Linked DNA regions of Bombyx mori: region 1 is linked to region 2. The links are chromatin contacts, called in public Hi-C maps. All regions are on one chromosome and are shown on one strand. Each heading gives the region's core, a stretch centred on a gene start, on an enhancer-like site or on the middle of the called end of the contact. The rest is flanking DNA. Distances are from core to core; before and after follow the strand shown.

The links. A called contact is a pair of places that touch in the nucleus more often than the background predicts.
Region 1: a contact with region 2 is called in a Hi-C map of whole pupa, with 7 times the contacts expected there. The contact joins two enhancer-like sites. A contact is called at or near these places in 2 of 7 Hi-C or Micro-C datasets (both in whole pupa).

The regions. Positions count from the first base shown.
Region 1 is chr27:1,847,498-1,854,628 of ASM3026992v2, reverse strand. It overlaps LOC101740445 (microtubule-associated serine/threonine-protein kinase 2), which reads left to right. Exons shown (of 38, transcript XM_021346221.3): 2 at 4,105-4,190; 3 at 5,496-5,570. Among protein-coding and RNA genes, the nearest start is that of LOC101740445, 26 kb to the left of the region's middle. Within about 2 kb of position 1,783, at least 2 of the 8 cell types and tissues checked have open chromatin away from gene starts, as enhancers often do.
Region 2 is chr27:1,797,349-1,804,884 of ASM3026992v2, reverse strand. LOC101740445 (microtubule-associated serine/threonine-protein kinase 2) reads left to right here. Exons shown (of 38, transcript XM_021346221.3): 6 at 7,127-7,230. Among protein-coding and RNA genes, the nearest start is that of LOC101740445, 76 kb to the left of the region's middle. Within about 2 kb of position 3,379, at least 1 of the 8 cell types and tissues checked has open chromatin away from gene starts, as enhancers often do.

The DNA of each region.
Region 1 (7,131 bases), core at 534-3,033, 51 kb before region 2:
CTCTGTAGGGTTGTGATGTTCAAATTGATGAACGATGGTTGTCACTTTCATCAGATTTTATTTATTTATATTTTATTTATTTATTTGGAAAACCAACAATACAAAATAAACATATCGTCTTTGTCAAACCAAAATCTGCTATGTGCACTTTTTGAAATTTTTACTTTTTGACCTTTTCGTATAGTTCACAGCCCTATCTACCGTATAAAAAAACTGTTATGTGTCTATAGCTTTAATATTTATCTATAGCTTTCATTCGATATAGTTCTTAAAAATTCACCCTCATATAAAATTTTATACGAAAACGTTTTTACTCGTTAATTCAAAATAGAGTTTTTGCACATACTTAACAGATTTTGGTTTGACAGCGACGATAAAAGATTTAAAAAAAATAGCTAAAACAATAACCAAACATGTTTCCACCATCAAAATCGCGTATAAGTAGAGAGTGAACGAAGGGAAAGAAAAATAAATTTAGAAATTTAAGTTTACACAATCCATAAACTTGTTTGCCGTCATCGAAGGTAAAGGTATTTATAATTAATTATAGATACTTTTTTATTTTTTATTAATAAATAAATAAAGGAAAAGTAAAAGGAAAATACGATAGTACTTTAAATTCGAGCTACAGTTGTCCCTTTCTCGTTCCATTCAAAGAGGTGAGAAAGGAGACGGGTGTGTACAGTTTTCAAATAAATAAATAAATATAAATATAAATATTTACTAACAACCACTCCAGGTTAATTGATCCCGTGCCAAGTTCGTAAAGAACTTGCGTTACAGGTACCAGATAACGGAAATAAATGTAAGATTTTTATTATACACATACATATATTTAATATACATCCATAACCATAACATTTTTTTTTGTATTTAGGCGAGTTCAGAATAAAAAATGCTTCATCACAATCAAGTCAATTCGTTTATTGATAATGTTATATAATATTCATTTATATTTTTCATTTTACGCATTTGATAACGCCAACACGGATAACAATTTAAATAGGATTTTTTTTAAAAAGCTTAGATATAGAACTTCGTTTGTTTTTAATAATGTTCTAATATCCAGTTAGTTTTCCTTTATTATTGTATTATAAAATATACTGATTAAATAAAATTGCCGAATTTCAACACGCATTTCTGAAAAAAATCTGAAAAAATAGGAACCAACTTAGAATTTGAATTTCGATCCAGTGATACGAATGAGATTTGGGGTAGTTTTTAATGTATAAACAACTCCTAATTTATCAGTGTTTACGAATATATAGTTATAGGACCACGTGCCTGTTGTCATGACAACAAATTTACTGTACTTATAATAATTACGGTAACGTTAAGGTTATAAGAATTAAATCAAATAACTCGTTTTTGGCCCCAAATTTGAAAACGACCCTATTATGATATTTTCGCGCTACAAATAATTATCTATATATATAAAAATGAATTGCTGTTCGTTAGTCTCGCTAAAACTCGAGAACGGCCGGACCGATTTGGCTAATTTTGGTCTTGAATTATTTGTGGAAGTCCAGAGAAGGTTTAAAAGGTAGATAAATATGAAAATGCTCGGAATTAAATAAAAATAACAAATTTTGTTTTTCCTTTGATGTGTGTTGTTTTAAGTTTATTTTATACATCTTATTTATCGATTGAGGCACTACGAAGTCTGCCGGGTCAGCTAGTCAGAAATAAAATATAATTATACAATTTTTAAAGATATATTCGTTGCGACGTATGTGACACACCTACCAGAGCATGAGTGATATAATGTAACAGAGAACTGGTATTATTATCTGTTACGCACAGACACTGGCCTTGTAATCGAAGTGATTAAATTTTTTTTTGTATATGTTAATTTTGTTCTAATTCCGGCCTGAACGTTCATTGAACTTTTAGTGTGTTGTTTTAATATTTTAATTTGATTACCAATATTAAATGTGTGTATGTATGTATATCGACGTTTGAAAGGCAAACGAGACTAAGCGACAATAACTGCTTTATACATAAATGATAAGCAATAACCGTATTCGATGCGCAAAAAAAAAATATATTTCTAGGTCTATTAAAATCATTTCAGCTAGATTCGTTAAAATATTTTTTTTTCAGGTATTTCAACTTTAAATTAGTCTACTGTAAAGTTCACGCATTGTCGCTTAGTCACGTTTGTCTTTCAAGCGTCGATATGTATATATGATTGTGTATATATATACTTTTTTGTGTATGTATTTGTAACTTAATATAAATTTCATTGCACCTACCACTATTCACTCTGCACTACCTTTGGTTGACTGGTAGAGAATGCCTTAAGCATTACGTCCGCCAATGTAAATTTTACATGAAGTGTAATAAATAAATAAATGGAATTGTTTACATTGACTTAATATAGCGAAAAGCAAAACTGAAGTTAAAAAGGATCGAAAGCGTTGGTCTTGCGAGTGTTTGTTTGATGCACTGATTTGCGGTCTAACTTACGGGCGATCTGGTGTTAAGTAATTATCGAAGTTCATAAGCATCACAACGCCATTAGTCCCAAGCAGCTGAAAACATGAAGTAAAAGTCTGCTGGTCTCTATCTACTGGTGGTAAGAGCTCTTGTGAGTCCGCACGTGTAGGTACCACCACCCTGCCCATTTCAGCCGTGAAGCAGTAATGCGTTTAGGTTTGAAGGGTGAAGCAGCCGTTGTTACTCTACTGTGACCTAAGAACTCATAGGTCGGTGGCGGCATTTACTTAATACCAGGTTTGGAGGAATTGTTCGAAATGATACCGGCATCTTGTTTTTACCATCGCACCGCCCGCCACCGGAGTAGAGTTCATCCATACGTGGGCTGTTGCTCGTCTGCCTACAGGGCAATAAAAAAAAAAGTTGGGCTGTGAGCTCGTCCACCTATCAATGCAATAAATAAAAAATACTATGCAAGCTATATATACACTTGAGTGTTTCTCGGGTAAAACGGATCTCTATTGTATATTTTTCAACTCTTCGATTTACTCATTCAGCCTGTGTACAGTTGTACTTAGATCAAATGTCCATTTTAACACCTCAACCGAATCGTATTGTTGTTTGGGCCGAATCTTATCAGTCATTGAAACGATGTCGGTCACAGAGCCGGCTGTCGAGTTGAATGGACAAAGCCTTTGATATCAATGAAAACATGTTACGGGATTTAAATTATTATTATTATTATTTATTTATATTTATTTAAAATCTTATTAATAACATAATATTTTTTAATTTTTTTTATTAAAAATACAATTTTTAAAAAACACTATATAAAAATAGATTGCCGCTGAAGGCGGTGTCTACGACACAAGCCACCAGTGGTTAGGACTCCAGAGTGAGAAACCTCCTCACAATGCGTGCAGTATCGAGGATAACTGCTTTCTGTATTAGGCCCTTAACCCAGCTGGATAACGAAAGTTTCTTAAGATGTTGATCGAAACTTTATATTATTTTATTATTATTATTATTACTAGAAGACGACCGAGCTTTGTTCGGTATATTTATTTTTGTTGATAAATTGTGTTGTTTAGTAATTATATTTAAATACGAATTACATATTGATAAAATGATGAAATATTTCAAGATCGTTTAGGCATTTTTAAGTGAACACGTGAGTTAAAAAGACATAAATAATATAAATAAACAATTCATTTTCTTGGTCTAACCTTAAACCAAACACTCATTGGCTTCGGGCAACGGCGGATCCAGAGGGGGGTCGCGGGGTCATGACCCCCTCCCCCCAATATTTTATGCTAGGAGTGTACGTGTATATGTACAAGTTATTATGTGTTAAGTTTTTCAAGTTTTACAATAAAGAATAAATATTTTTAAGTACAGTACTTACGTACATTAATAAAATACCTACTTTTTACTTGTATCTAGTGTTATCAAAATTAAATTATAAGTTCTTGACTTGACTACGACTAAGTATGTGACCCCTTCCTGGCGCCAAAGCTGAATCCGCCCTTTGGCTTCGGGTGGCTTGAGAACGCCATCTGCTGAAATAGCTTTAGTGTTATTGTGTCTTTAAAGCAGCTATTTGCTCTCAATTATGAAAAATTATTATTTTATATATGGATTAAAGTTATGTGTTGTTTCTTACAGATGCGGGCAAGAATTTGCTCACGAATCTTGTGCGCATGCGTCGGTCAGCGCTCGGGAAGTCTGCACCCACTCTCTCGGTACACGTGGTCAGTTGGTTTTGTTTTTTAAATTGACTTTTAACTTGACTTATGTACTACCGGAGTACATAGACGTCGGAACGTGCGTACCGGACTGATTGAGAAACGGAAATAACTTTTACGTAAAACTCCAAAGGAAAATGTATGATTTTAGGAACTTATGAAAGAGAAATGTTCGCAGTTCACAGGTAAAAGTGTGTGTGTGTGTGAGAGAGAGAGAGAGTGAATACACTTTATTGCACACCAAAAACACAATTTACATTCAAAAAACAGTCAAAAAGCAGATACATTTGTACAATAGGCGGTCTTATCGCTAAAAGTGATCTCTTCCTCCTGTGTGGAGGAAAAGTGGTCCTTAGAAGTATTTTATCTCTTTCTCTCGTCGCGGTATATTCAGGTCTGAAACACTGAATTGCGCCCATTTGACCTGATCATGATCCCATTGCTATAGAAATTTTGGGGCTTCTGATCAAAATACCAGTCTGTCTGCCAGTTTACGTCGTCAAAAAATGGCGAGTTTTTGTTATCATTTCTAAGAAATCTAATTGTCTTGACTTACTATAAGCCGTTGAGAGCATTACTTTCAAGAATTTCCATATCATTGCTGTCAAATAACCTAGAATGCTTTTACTATTTGTCCACGTAAAATTTAGTTCGCTACGATCTCAAAGATTTGTCCGTGAGCATTTTAAGGCACCCACACACGACACGAAATGACAAAAATGTTCAACTAAATTAGCGAGTTGACCTTAGGTTTTTTCCTACTCATTTTTTCAGATGATGAATGTTTCGTGTTCTTATGAAGATGTTTGTTTTGTCTTTTCGAACGGGAATTGCACTGCAATGCATTTTTTTGGGTCCAAAATATGCAATTTCTAAGCAGTAGTAACCAAGCGGATTAAAAAAAAAAAAAATTATTGCTTAGATGGGTGGACGAGCTCTCAGCCCACCTGATTGATATTAAGTGGTTACTGTGTCCCATAGACATCTACAACGTAAATGCGCCACCCACCTTGAGATATAAGTTCTAACGTCTCAAGTATAGTTACAACGGCTGCTCCACCCTTCAAACCGAAACGAATTACTGCTTCACGGCAGAAATAGGCAGGGTGATGGTACCTACCCGCGCGGACTCACAAGAGGTCCTACCACCAGTAATTACGCAAATTATAATTTTGCGGGTTTGATTTTTGGCAAATGTATGCTCTGTTAGGATCAAGATAATTATGCTCTATGAAATCTCCCTAGTTTGTATTCTCGAATTCTATTTGACACTCGCCCACACGTCCGTTGATCACAATCTTTTATTCTCAGAAAGAACAGTGCGTGGTATCTCGAAGACCGTCAAGATTGCCGCCTCCGCCTCCACATCACAGGCTTTCACTTGTGGTGAGTTTATTTGCGCTAATAATAAAACTGTACGCGAGAAAAATCTGCACGTGAAAATCGTAATTGCGCGAGAATCGAAAAAGACGCTGGTCTCTGAAGATAAGTAACGGAATCTTTATGAATTCAATCCCTAATAGCATTAAGTCTTTTAATAGGGAATACAAGTCAATTGAGTTTCTCGCCGGATCTTCTCAGTGGGTCGCGTTTCCAATCCGATGGTAGGTTCTGCGAAGCACTGCCCTTACTAGGGTTAGTCCCAGGTTATAGCCCTGTGAGCTCAGCTACCTTACGGCGAATCTAGCATGACCACTCGAGGTCACTAGAATAGGTAGAAAAAAGTCCTTTAAATTTTCCAGTTTTGTAATGGAATTAAGCAGGTAGGAGCAACCTATAAGACTGCTTATCACAAGTGGCTTGTCATCGTCCTTGGTATCTTATGAAGGCTGAAGTATCAAGTTCTTTTCGTACTGTGTTTTCTGATGTCTTTAAAGAGTCTTAGAGATTGTTTAAAGCATTGCTCAACTGATGGACTCTACATATCCTTCGTCGCGATCCAGCGATGATCATGGAAAGGCGAGTAAGATACTGAATTCGATATAAGTCGTCGTGGCGTAGAGGATAAGACGCCCGGTGTGTGCACGGTACTAAGTGGAGCGTTTGGGCCGATGTTCGAATCCCGCGGACAGATACCAAATTTTCTAATAAAATAATAAAATTAGTACACGTTCTCGAATTACTTCCACGGTGTAGAATTACATTATAAAATAACGTCTAGTAATATACAAACTGGCAATAATAAGAATTTGCCTATTTTCTTGTCGTAGTTCCTCTTGTGAGTTCGCACGGGTAGGTATTACGACACTGCTTATTTCTTCCGTGAAGCAGAAATATTTTTCAATTTAAAGAGTGGGACAATCGTTACAACATATGATTGGACTTTAGCCCACTTACAGTGATGTCCACGGGCACCGGTAACCACTAAAGATCAAGTGGGCCGTGTGCATGGTCAATAATGATCTGGACAAAAAATAAATAAAAAGACTTGCCGTGTAAAATCATCAAGATTTGTTTTCTTTTTGTATTACAATGTGGAAAGGCGGTGCTCGATAAGATTGGGTATAAATAGTACAATGATACCCAGATTTTGTTCGTGTCAATATCGATCATCAATCTTGTGATAAAAACGAAAAGGAAGTGAACTATTGTTTGCTTTTTTACGAGCATAATTGTCGAGCTCACAGTGTGACCTACTATAGATACTACTGCTACCTACATATGTATGTATGTACCTAGTCAGGTCATGAGTATTGTCACACAGTAAAAACTTTTCTTTTAGAATGCTGGCCACAAAAAAGTTTATTGAATTCGAATTTCGAATTGTTCATGAAAATAAAAATGTATATATACTTTTAGAATTTTACTCATTTTTAAATATGGAGTGGACGCTTAAAGAAGACCGTGTTGCAGTTATTGTGTTGCATCGTTGCGGTTACGCGCCAATTCAAATTTTTAACATACTGAAAAAGGACAATACCCAAAAGTGGGTCAACTTCATGACAAA
Region 2 (7,536 bases), core at 2,130-4,629:
TAATATTAGTATAGATATTACATCAACAGAACACAGTTACGTGATGTATATATATCACTTTCGTCTGGTATTAATACTCCCAATAATGATGCAGTGATTTCATGATGATGCAATTAACTATATCAAGAATTTACCTATCGATGAATTATTTTTTTGAAAGATAACGTCTTGATTATTTTTGTGTTGAATCCTACGTTGAATCATTATTCTAGTAAATAATCTTTTGAACATAAATTGCGATTTGGGACTAATTTACATAGTTTGGTTTCTTCTCCCTTTTTTTAAATATTTACTTCGATTGTAACGCCAAAACAATTGAACCTATTTTATGAAACTTTTGTGTTTAATATTTAATTATTAAACTTAAAAGCTAGTATAAATTTTATCCCAGCACGATGACGATATGAGCTATAAAAATCCACATGGTGAGCTTCGGATTCAAGCAAGCGTTCCTTCTAGCGGTGGGAGAAATCTATCACAAATGCAACTATAGATGTGTCGTATGAATATACGGCCGTCTGGTGTAGTGGTAAGTGACATGGTCACTACACAAGGGGGTCGCGGGTTCGAATCCCGCCAAGGGAAGATATTTGTATGATAAATATAAATGTATTTTCCAGGGTTATGGATGTATATTAAATATGTGTATGTGTATAATAAAAATCTTATATTTATTTCCGTTATCTGGTACCTGTAACACAAGTTCTTTACGAACTTATCACGGGACCAGTTAACGTGGCGTGACTGTTAGTAAATATTTATTTATTTATTTATTTAGCATATTGCGTACGGAGGGATCACGGAGAAAAATAAACCAAAATGCAAAACATTAAATGTAGATTGTAAAATAGGCGGTGGGAACTTTTTCCTACCTCTAAGCTTGTAACCTAGGGGGTCATACCGGAGTAACCGGGCGAGTAAGTGAGCTCACGGGCCTCTAATCAGTCTGCTTAGTGCGACGATTAAAACGTTCTCGATAACGTAAAAGTTAACTCAAATTTGTATGGAGTTGGAACGTTTGCCTATTTTTGCCGCTAGGGGCGCCTTTCCAACTGCATACAAATGCGAGTTAACTTTTACGCTATCGAGAACGTTAAAAAACTCGCAGTGAGTGCTCTCTCAGTTGGTGTAGACGTGATCATCTAAGGAATGAAATTAAGCGCGGTGTACTCTATAATATATTATGATAAAACTATTTATTTTTCACATAAAAATAAATTTACAATTCATACATGAATTTTCCATAGTAAATACTTTTGTTGTACGTATGAAAATGTATGGTCTCTTTCGTTATTATGACATAGTTTTTCGCAACCTTTTTGTTTTTACCGAATAAAACATAAAATGAATGCGTTCGAAAGACCATCATGGTAATTTTATGACGTCATTTCTTTTATTTGTACACCCAGGAACACGAAGGTATAATATTGGTAATGGCGTGTAAGGACATTTTGTGTTTGGGTGGTGTTATTTATCGTCCATAACGTGAGCTTTTCAAGGACTCGCGGCGTTTTATTTTTGCACAAAAGCTTCGAATGAACTTACCTCTACGATGTTATCTGAGCATTACAACATGTCTTTCTTCAAACGTGACGTGAGAAGGAGTATTTTGCGATAGGCAGTCGTCGTGACCTAACGGATAAGACGTCCGATGCACTCGTGTTGCGCGATGCACCGACGTTCGAATCTCAGGCGGGTACCAATTTTTCTAATGAAATACGTATTCAACAAATGTTCACGATTGACTTCCACGGTGAAGGATTAACATCGTGTAATAAAAATCAAACCCGCAAAATTATAATTTGCGTAATTACTGGTGGTAAGACCTCTTGTGAGTCCGCGCGGGTGGGTACCACCGCCCTGCCTATTTCTGCCGTGAAGCAGTAATGCCTTTCGGTTTAAAGGGTGGGGCAGCCGTTGTAACTATACTGAGACCTTAGAACTTATAATTCAAGGTGGGTGGCGCATTTACGTTGTGGATGGGCTCCAGTAACCACTTAACACCAGGTGGGCTGTGAGCTCGTCCACCCATCTAAGCAATAAAAAAAAGGCAGTGATGTGAACGGTACAATGCCGATGATTGATCTAATTTAAATAGTAAGTTGCATTTTCGTGTACTTTTTAGTTTGTATGAAATACTACCCGCGATTACTTTAAATTCTGTTTTTTTTGAAGTACCGCCATTTCACTTTTATTCTAACGACGTATTTGCACGTGCGTTTTGTGTGCTATTTCACGGAAAGCGTTAATTGGTTTCAAAATACGTGAAAATAGCTCGACGTGACTCAGGACTTACCGAGAACTGGTGTTTAGTCAAGTGTTTGTGTCTCTCTGATAATGATTTTCAGATATTTTATTTAGCGATGTGTCATTTAGTTGCTGGTATTCTGAATCGTCCAAAGAAATGTGAAAGTTTTATTCGAACTATATGTTGAATGAGAAACAAAGGGAATGCTCGCTTCGCACTTAAAATAAGACCTTGCACAGACTAATGAAATTTATAAACCAGTTTTATGTTACGGCGTTTCAGTCATCTAACCCATAAGATGTTTTTATTCCTTCGGATCTCGTGAGGTGATGGATAGTTTTACGCAAGAACTCATCCTTATCTATTCCTATTGCGTAATAAATATTTTTATTGAATTTCGTTTTAAAATACTGTTTGCTGCGAGTTTTTTTTTAGTTGTGATGGAATCAGGACCACAGTCATGTCGCCTTCTTATGGCCTTCAATACTTTGCAGTTTAAAAAAGTTTCTTCCATTTCATGTGAAATCTTTTTAAGTGGGCGCTCAAAATTCCGCTGAGGGCTTTAGCAAAAACGAACCAAAATTCATTTAAATATAACTAGGGTCATTGAAGGTTTCTTAATAAATTTTTAGTTCAAATAATACACACGAATATTACAGGTAATAGAACTAAAATCATTGATTCCACATTGATTATAAAAATACAGTCGTGACGAACTAACCCTTCACACTCGATTCATGTACCATATGATTTTTCATCAAATCTCCCACTACACACAGAATTTACCCCTATTAGTACTCAGAACTGCTGCATTCATCTACTGTGCGTTTTCAGATATATCTTTCTGTTCGTACTATCCGGTTTGGGCACAAATTTTCCTTCGGAATATTCCTTGAGCGCTACGACTTACAAGTGGTTTTGAGAGATGGGTCGTATGCTCATCGACCTATGAAGGCAATAAAACATATCATTTATCTATAGGGAAAAACAACACTAATGATTCGGGTTACGGGTCCTCGTTAAACCAAAACTAAATGGACATTATCGCAGATTTTATGGCATCATAGCGGTCATAGTCAATGTTGCTACCCACTATGCAGAGGACAGGCAAGAATGGAGGAACATGGGCCAAACAAAAGTGCTTCGTAAAGGTCACAGCCCTCAGCACTGAGGAACACGATACAAGGAGAAGGAGTGGCTATAGAGAGGATATCTAATTATCTGGTTGTAGAACGTATTGTAGCTGACCTGGTACGACCAATTTTGGTTTGAGCTAAATATAACCTTGAAAGCTAGAACAGTCAGCCTGTGTACAGTTGTGTGAGTGGTGACCGTACAGTTGGCTGCAAAAGTGAATGGGTGGTCCAGTAAAATAACCATTTAAACATGTCTTAACCCATGAAGTTGCCGTCTTATAATACTGGCCGTTTGAAACGTAATTTATCTATGGGTGGCAACGAACACTAAATTTAAAAGAAATTTTTAAAAGAATAATTGTAATTCTATTTTCAAATTCAATCATTTTTAAAAATACGAATAATTATAGAATATGAGTTCTGTCGCGGTAGCAATGCTGCCAACCAAATGGCTCACAATGTTACTGACGTGTATGAAGTGCACACTTAAAACGAACGCACCACTCTATTGATTTGAACGCTTCCTATATGAAGATTTTGATCTCCAAAACGAAGCCCATGGTCGCTCGAAAACCAAAGTCTTCGGTGATTTAAAGGCGACAGAGGAAGCTGACGATACTCAACCTGCTGTTGTGTTAGCAGCGGCTTTCAACGTTAGCATCAAAATAATATTGGTCCATTTGCGTCAAATTAGCAAGGTAAAAAAACTTGATAAGTGGAGCCGCACGAACTGAACGATCGCTAGCGCGACGAATGCGTCAAGGTATGCCTGGCATTACTTAACAGATACAGGGACGAAGGGATTTTGGCTCGCATTGTCACTTGCGATGAAGAATGGATTTGTTTTTGTTAATCGTAAGGGCGTAATCATGTTGGTTAGATTCTGGTTTAGCATCTAGGCAAAAAATCATGGTCATATCATTATAACAGCATGTTGGTCTAAATCAGCCTTTCCCAAAGTGGGCGATAACGTCCCCTTGTGGGTAAGAGACCCAGAAAAAAAATGGGGGCGATTTGTAGAGGCTTGGGAGGAGATTTGTAATTTCATTTAGGATGACTCTTAGACACTGACTAAGCTCTCGCTATAGTTGTTTTTAAGTAAGTGAAAAAATGGGGGCGCTAAAAAATAATTTATTCTCAAAGTGGGCAGTAGACAAAATAAGCTTGGGAACCCCTGGTCTAAATGGCGACAGCATTCACCGTTCTCCTGCCCTTCTCCCAGTCACCTGAGGTACTACCATACTCCTCTATCATATACCATTTCTTCGCTCACTCCACTCTTGCATATATCGTCTTTCACGCAAATTTCTTCTTAGGCTTACCTTCCTTCCTCTGACGCCGGCATTATTATTGCGAATTTGTACTGTGAGGAGCTTGTTCACAGTGATGGAGAAGATTGTTAATCTCGTCCGAGTCGGGTGTGTAATTAGAGGCGGTCACAATAAGAGCGTTCTGACACTTTTGATATTTTCACTTTCTCTATTTTTATTCATTTGCCTCCAAGCGGTCACAGGATTATAGAAGGATTAAGGTATAAGCTGTTCTGTTGCGACTGTACCGTGGTTGATTTTGACCAAAATATCTTATAGTAGGCGGAGTCATTCTCCTTATTATTACGGACAAGTACCTTGTAGTTCTAGCTGAGACTGTTGCGCCTACGAAAAATAAACATATAACCTTGATAGTACTAAATAATATTGTTTACAGTATTTTTGCACAAAAGGAGATTCTTGTCGTAATGTTTTCTAGTAATTCAATAGTTGTGCCAAATTGAATAATGATAGTCAGATATATGAAATACTTGAATGTTGTTTACCGGTTAAGAAAAATAATAAAAATGATTAATGATTCATTCACAGGGTGTTAATCGTTTTTTTAATAGCTATTCAAATACAAACAACCTGCCTATCTATTTATTGTAATGCACACGTTTACTATATATACAGCGTGTGGTCGTATTATCTAATTTTATTGTAGCATTTATTAACGTGAATAATTTACATGTATTGAAGTTAAGTCGCCGCGCCGTTATGGTCTTCTTATACAATATGATGTTGCGAATTCTGTAATAGTTTGATCCTAAATATTTGAAATTAAGGTTTGGTGATAAAAATAAAGAACAATGATAAAAAGATAGAAAGACCTATAAATTCTGTAATGAAGTACATTTTTTCAACATTGTTAATTTTGATTCTGCTGTGAAGAAATATTGTGTGTGACCAACTAAAATATGCCTTAGTTGAATCATGCGTCATGCGGTTGAAAACTGCGCACGTAACGTAATATTTTTTCATATTTTTTAAACGTATCAATACCTAACACGGACAGAGCGGAGTGTGTCCACGAATGTTCAGAGTTATATGTTATGTAATATCTATTCAGTGTTAATGACATGGCTTAAGATAGGTAATTTACAAACCTTTTACCATTAGTGTAAATACGTGAAATACGGAACCCGAATGTATCGTGACGACCGTCTGGTGTAGTTGTAAGTGACATGGTCACTACACAAGGGGGTCGCGGGTTCGAAGCCCGCCAAGGGAAGATATTTGTATGATAAATGTTTTTTCCAGGGTTATGGATGTATATTAAATATATGTATGTGTATAATAAAAATCTTACATTTATTTCCGTTATCTGGTACCTGTAACACAAGTTCTTCACGAACTTATCACGGGACCAGTTAACATGGCGTGATTGTTAGTAAATATTTATTTATTTGTACCGTATAAACGTTTCTTCCTTCTTGGAATTTGTGAGTAGTTTGAAAATAATTTATGGGTATTTTGTGGGTAATATGGAGAAGAAAAGCTACGAACAGAAAAGTGTGACAAATTCTAGGGAGAGCCTTCGCCAAAGGGCGATCTGATATACAGAAGTGAAGGCTTTTAGAATTTGTTTCAATTGTAAACCGTTGTAAGCCCTTGGAATGCGTTAATGATATCTTCAAATAATTTTGTGTTATAAAATATATTATTTATTGGAAAATATCTTTTTTTAGGTATATTAGGGTACACTCACATTAACATTTCCTACAGTAATATCATAGTTTAAATCAGACTGACTTAGATCATCTTTATGAAGTTCTTCGTCTTCCGTTTTCAAAACCGTTGATATCAAAATTCAAACACGACATCTGCATCCCTAATTATAAATTCATTTAGTACGTTCCATAAATAAATTTTGTTTGAATTCTCCAACGATGACCCAAATTTGTCGCGGCAATATCGCCTCAATCTCGAAACGTTATGTGGCTGTTTTGGCTCGTGCTGTTAACAATTAATTTGGTCGACGAAATTCTTCCTCGTCCGGTGAAAAAGAATAATTAATGGGCTAAGATTCTGGAGTTTTGTGTGAATTACTATGTATTTATAATTATGTGGTTACTAGGTAGTAAGAGTTTTTGCACGTTTTCTCGAAGTTTTTAGCAGCTAAAACTGCATTTTCATCTCTAGTTTTTAAACGACCTTTTCGAACCTCTGGTGTCGATATAAGTTTATTGTAAAACAAACATTAGCTTCAATACTTGAGCCGCAATGTATACATTTGTTCCAATAATTTTTTTTATTGCTTATATGAGTGGACGAGCTCACAGCCCATTTGGTGCTAAGTGGTTACTGGAGCCCATAGACATCTATAACGTAAATGCGCCACCCACATTGAGATATAAGTTCTAAGGTCTATAGTTACAACGGCTGTCCCGCCCTTCAATAAATTAATGTAGGACTCCTCCGCTCTGTTGCAGTCACAATGCTCGTCCCAGGAGCGGTTGCTGGCCGTGCAGACGGCCTGCGACCCGCAGCCCCGGGCGCCGTGTCCTCATTGCCAACATCAGAACTCGCTCAAGTAAGTTCTAGTTTAACTTTACTGGATCGATTAAAACGTCTATATTAATCTCGTATCCTTGGACAATATTATTCACTGTAATTCTCGTGAATTTTCAGCTAAATTTCCAATATCTTCTGTCTCCATTTATTTCCCTACGTAAGCTGGTAGCCTTGAGAGGCTATGCCAGCGTAATCGAGCGTGAAACTCACGGGGCTCTAACCAGAGGATGTTGCTAAAAGTAGCCCCAGCAAGAGCAACGCTTCGTTGAATCTACCACCGGATCGGAAACGCGACCCACTGAGAAGATCCGGCGAGAAACACAGT